Linked DNA regions of Hordeum vulgare: region 1 is linked to region 2. Evidence: chromatin contacts called from public Hi-C data. All regions are on one chromosome and are shown on one strand. Each heading gives the region's core, a stretch centred on a gene start, on an enhancer-like site or on the middle of the called end of the contact. The rest is flanking DNA. Distances are from core to core; before and after follow the strand shown.

Evidence for each region. A called contact is a pair of places that touch in the nucleus more often than the background predicts.
Region 1: a contact with region 2 is called in a Hi-C map of leaf, with 5 times the contacts expected there. The contact joins two enhancer-like sites. A contact is called at or near these places in 2 of 6 Hi-C or Micro-C datasets (leaf and seedling).

Annotation. Positions count from the first base shown.
Region 1 is chr6H:66,437,449-66,440,167 of MorexV3_pseudomolecules_assembly, forward strand. No RefSeq gene overlaps it. Among protein-coding and RNA genes, the nearest start is that of LOC123405940, 140 kb to the left of the region's middle. Within about 2 kb of position 1,408, at least 1 of the 3 cell types and tissues checked has open chromatin away from gene starts, as enhancers often do. A contact at or near this core is called in leaf, where this site is marked.
Region 2 is chr6H:65,582,534-65,585,430 of MorexV3_pseudomolecules_assembly, forward strand. It overlaps the pseudogene LOC123404293. Among protein-coding and RNA genes, the nearest start is that of LOC123405101, 13 kb to the right of the region's middle. Within about 2 kb of position 1,413, at least 3 of the 3 cell types and tissues checked have open chromatin away from gene starts, as enhancers often do. A contact at or near this core is called in leaf, where this site is marked.

The sequences.
Region 1 (2,719 bases), core at 158-2,657, 850 kb after region 2:
ATTTTATCACTACCTGGCACACCTCCTCTCACAATGTTACTTGGAGTTCGTACTGCAACTGGTTGCTAATTTGCACTCCGTTTATCTTCTCTGTCGTTCAACTTAATAAAAATATAATATTTTATTATAATATTCTTTTATTATACATGCTCTAATGTTCATGTGGATATAACATTTTTTTTTTGCTCTAATTGGTCCCCTTAACATCCAAATCTTAGTAATCCTGCCTCTACCACTGGTCTTAGTGCATACTTCTCAGTGCATTTGTCATCTCATCGCTAGCGTTTAGACCAGGTGCCTCTGTTCGCAATGCATGAATTCTGACCCCTTGTAGTCTGTATGGTCAACATCCAACTTTTAGCATCAGTTTTTTTTTAAGATCATATGGCCTAAACCAATCTCGTTCTTTTCCCCTAGTTATGCTTCGTTCACGATGAACTTTGTAAATACATGCACAAGTCCTTTCGGCACAAAGAAAAAGAAAACGCACAAATCCAAATCTCCACAAAATGAACACCAACAAGAATCCTTTCGGCACAAAGGGAAAAAACACACAAATCCAAACCTCCACAAACTGAGCACCAACAAGAAACAGTAAAGCCACATCGATGTTGGGAGGTCTACTTCCATGTACATGCCTTGTCAAGTTCATAGTCCTTACAATAGGACTAGAGCAATGATGGGTGCAGTACAACAACCACAAAATCTTTGTGGCCAACACCTTTCACATGTCCACCCTTTTTAACCGGAAGGAAATAAATGATGTTCTCCTTCAACCATAAAAGGAGAAAAAAATTGTCCTGCACAGGCAGTCGCCTTCGTTCTGTCACATTGCGCCTCCACTGCTGATGCCATCACCAAAGGTACAAGCTGAGTTATGCTTCATTTAATTCAAAAGCTTAGCTTGGATAGGAGTACATTTCTCGGTCGAACAAGGCCCATACCACGAGGACAAAGATTTGTTCGGTGATTTCAGCGACAAGGCCCGGCTTGATGTGATGCCTTTTCCTTTCAAGAGAAACTGCTTTTGTTATGTCACTTTCAAAACGGTTCCTTTCATCTTCTCTTTTTGGAGGAATTGCTTTCGTATTCTTCACTTGTTAATTTCCTTCTCTTGGCTTGATTGTAATGCTGGAGCAGCTAATCCACACAATTTAGTGAGGACTGAACGTTGCTATATTTTTTGGACAGATATTTTCGAGATTAATGATCATTGAGAGAGTCCAAAATCTCAGGTCAGGTGTGATCAGGGATATTTGCATGTTTTTTATAGTCGATCCGAAACTCCGAGATGTTTCTTAGCAACTAGATTTATCCAATGAAAAAGATAGGAAAAAACGATGGCTATTTGTTAGTTGTTGCATGTCCTTCTCAAGTGTCAACTGTTCTCAGCTTCTGTTCGTAGAGTTGGTTCGTTGCTTTAGTTTTTGTCCCAGTGAGATTAATAGAGAAGTTGACGCATGAGTGTGCGTGCCGATGCCGGACAGCCGGACACGCAAAGCCTGGGAAATTGTCTACACTCTAGACAAGTACTCGTACTACTGTACTGTACACATGTTTTCCTTCTTCCCAGCTGATAGAGAGATACGAGAGATGTGTCATGCAGTATTATTATTTGGACACGCCGAAATACAAGGTAAACGTACAGATCATCACGATGACACGGACTGCATACCAGAGTCGAGTTTTCATATTGACGAAATGACACTAAACATCTTGGTTAAATTTTAAAATAGGCTTTCGTCTCGTTTTATAAATAAAGCAACGGTTCATACAACCAACAGTCAGGTCCACAGCATACTTGACGGCTGCGGCAGCATCACGCTCATGCCTAAAAAAGAAAGAGAAAATAAGAAAAAAGTCACCTAGTGGTTGCTGCCATGCGGCCCTACACAGATGATAATTGGCGCGTCGTAGTGTGAAGCGCGTCCAGCATGCTGCCAAGTCGATCACGATCTTGTTGACTAAAGAATGGGTGTCAGTGCAGCAGAAAAACAAAGAATTTGAATGAGTAAGCCGCCTGCCTAAAAAATATCCGCCCAATAACCATTTTATTGTGTGTTGTTCGGAGGGTCCACGACATCGCTGCAAAGATCAGCCAAAGCAGGCGGCGACGTCACCTAGGTTGATTGGACCTCGTCTGGAGAAACTCCGCGAGGTCCTGAGCCTCCCAGTGAGGCCCAAGAGCCTTACGTATGAATGTGACTCGCGCAGCCGTGCAAGTGAATATGATGTGGGTCCCGGTCTCCGGCACCGAGCATAAGGGGGACAATCCATCACCAGGTCCGTGTCGCTTAAGCACCTCCGTCCCCGAAGGGATGCGGTCTCGAAGAAGTTGCCACACAAAAATCTTAATCTTCAAGGGCAGGGGAGCCTTCCACAAAGCCGAGAGCCAAGGAATGGTGGGGGATCGACATAATGCTTGGTATGCCTTGTTGACAAAGAACTCACCAAACGGTGCTAGCCGCTAGGACACGGTGTCCGGATATTCCGGGAACACCACCGGTAAAGAGACCCTTAGACGGTTCTACTCGGTTGTTTCCGTCGGGGCAAACGAAGGCGTGAAACCGGACATCCCATTGCCCAAGATGGAGGGCGCGGAAACAAGAAGGGACGGGTCTATGCAGATAGAGAACGGTATAGGGAATCCCACCCTTAGTGGCTCGTCCCCCACCCATGGGTCCAACTAGAATTGGGTCTCGTCCCCATTACCTATAGA
Region 2 (2,897 bases), core at 163-2,662:
GTATCATGGAGTGCTCGTAAACAACCCACGGTCTCTAGATCAAGCACCGAAGCAGAATATAAAACTCTAGCCAATGCTACTGCCGAAGTTATTTGGGTCCAGAACATGTTGAATGAACTTGGGATACGTCATCCAAAGGCAGCCTCCCTTTGGTGTGATAATCTTGGTGCTACATACTTAGCTGCTAATTCAGTTTTTCATGCCAGGACTAAGCACATTGAAATTGACTATCACTTTGTTCGAGAACGTGTTGCTGACAAGCTGCTGAATATTAGGTTTATACCTACAGGTGATCAGATTGCTGATGGTTTTACTAAACCACTTACCCTTAGGCAGCTAGAAGCATTTCGACACAATCTCAATCTAGATAGTTGTGATTGAGGGGGAGTGTTAAACATTGTATAGTTAGGATACGGTGATGTATAAACCGTGTCCAACCCTTTGTAAACCGGTAGGTCTAGAGATAAGATCCATGGTTGTTAAATTACTTGAAGATCAATCCTAGACCTAACCAACTTGTGTAATCTCGGCATTGTGCCCCTATACCTGCAGCCGATGCATACGCTTAACCTATCGTTTTTCACACGTCAATCTTGTACCTCATGCGTCGTTCATTTGCCTCTAGAGCAAGAAGCTTGAGCTGCTCCATCTGCTCAGCAATGCGATGACGCTCCCGCAACGTCTTGAGACGTTGAGCTGTTTTCTTGATGAGGCCGGCCTTAGCATCAGATGCTCCAAACTGGCGCATGAAGTCATCGATGCAATTCTCCATGTCGTAGGACATCTCTCTGACATGATCCCTCCAGTTCTTGGCCAGCGGATCTAGAACGTCCATGAGCTCCAGCTTCTCGAGGGCAGCTGTCATGGCGCCGAGCTCACGGATGAGGAACGACGCCTGCTTCCTCACCCCCTTGAGCTTCCTGTACTCGTCCGCCATCAGCGTGGCGAGCTTGCCGAGCAGCGGGTTCATTACCCCATCGTCGCGCTCACGGCTGGCGATGACGTCATCTCGACCCGAGCCTCCTGTCCGTGTTGGCTGGCTGAGCAGCTACGCGTGCTGCAAGTGAGCGGGGCGGCGACTCGGAACTGGGCGGTGTAGGGAACGGCTATTCGCCGGAGCAGCCGGCGGTGAAGTCGAGCGGGCAGTCGAGGCGGAGCTCAGGAGGTGGACAATGGAGACGGTGGCTGGCCGTGATGCCGGTAGCGGGAGGCCGGGCGCCGTGGTTGGAAACAGGGAGGTGGATGGCTGCACCGGAGCGATCTGAGGCCGGGGGTTGGGCTACAGGGAGGTGCGGCCGGAGGGGAGGCGGCGGATGCCGTCGGTCATGGCGGGGGGAGAGTAGCACTGGAGCAGCAGCAGAGGGATGCGATTTGGGAGAGGAGGACCAAGTCAGAGACGCGTCTGGATATGCAGAGTGGGAAAAATGACAGGCTGTGATTTGCGGACTCAAGGAACGAAATGCTCCGTGACTGATCATCCCAACTCCAACAGCGCGATACGAACTGATATGCGTTTGGGCAGTGCTCTCCACGGCGCGCCCCTCAAAACTTTGGGCCGTCCGCGCGTGGATCGTTCGATCCGTCAGCTGCATACGGGCCACATCGTTAGATCTTTATGCAGTAAAATTTCTTGATGTAACAAATTTCGTTTACGATGTAGCAATTTTCGTCTACGGTTGCAACAAAAATATAATTATAGCAAAAATATATATCAACGTGATCATAATAAAAAACGAAGCTGATAATGCGTGGTAGCAAAACAAAATAAGTGTTGTAGCAAAACAATCCGGTGAACTCGGGTTGCAACTCTAACGAACATGTATGCAAATTTTTTTAGTAAACGGTTGCAGCAAAAAATGATACCGGTTGTAACAAAAAAAAACTGGTTGTAACGAAAAATCCGACAAACTGAGGTTGCAACCAAACGTATATGCAACTTTTTTAGTGGACAAATGTAACAAATTTAATCACCACAGGAGAAAATGTTGCATGGCCATACGCCGGGTCGCGCGCCTCGCGAGGCGCGTGGGTTGCGAGCGACCGGCACGTTGCTTCCGCCGGCGCGTTGAAAGAAAACGTTTCCCTGTGCATTTTGTTTAAGTCTTGTTCGTTTGGGTCAGCTCCCTTTTTTTTTTGCAAATGGATCATCATGCCTTCAATGAGACGGCACATTTTTCGTCTCTGCACAGACATTTTTAACGCTAAAATGACCTGCGGTCATAGATCATGTGAGCTATCATGTGAGTGTCAAGAGTTCACATCGGCTATATGCCAGCAGCCGGTATATATATATGCCAGCCTACAAAATAATATACAATTTTTAAAATAAGAATGTAGTTCGACCACGCCAGCACACAAAATGAGAATATAGCACAGCATTCCGACATGGATCAATTGTCTTCGTGGCTGAACATGTCGGCCTGCATCTTCTCGAATCAAGATCGCTTCTTCGGAGAGACCATGCTCAAGCCCACCTTCATGATCTCGATCCCCTTCATCATGCAAGCTAGCCGGACTTCTCTTGCTTTGGTGGCTGCTTTGATGACATCGATCTCTAGCATCTTCGCTTGCTTCTCCGCCTCTAATGTAAGCTTCTTGTTTTGTACCTGGATGAAGGCCCTAATTTGCTCCTCCTTGTCTTGATCGCGCTTCTCCTTCGAGTCTTTGTTGGCGATCATGCCTTGCAAAGTAACTTGCAAGGCAAGGGACGCCACCTCGCGCTTGTCCTCTTTCCTGGAGTTCGTCTTTCCACGCGACCATGGCTTCTCCCCGTCACCGTGCTCTTGAACAACCTTTTTCCCTCCACATGCCTTGATGGCAGCGTATTGTGCTTTGAACTTATCTTCTCCATTGATGATCATTCAACAATGAACGAGGTTGAAAGACTTGCCCTTATA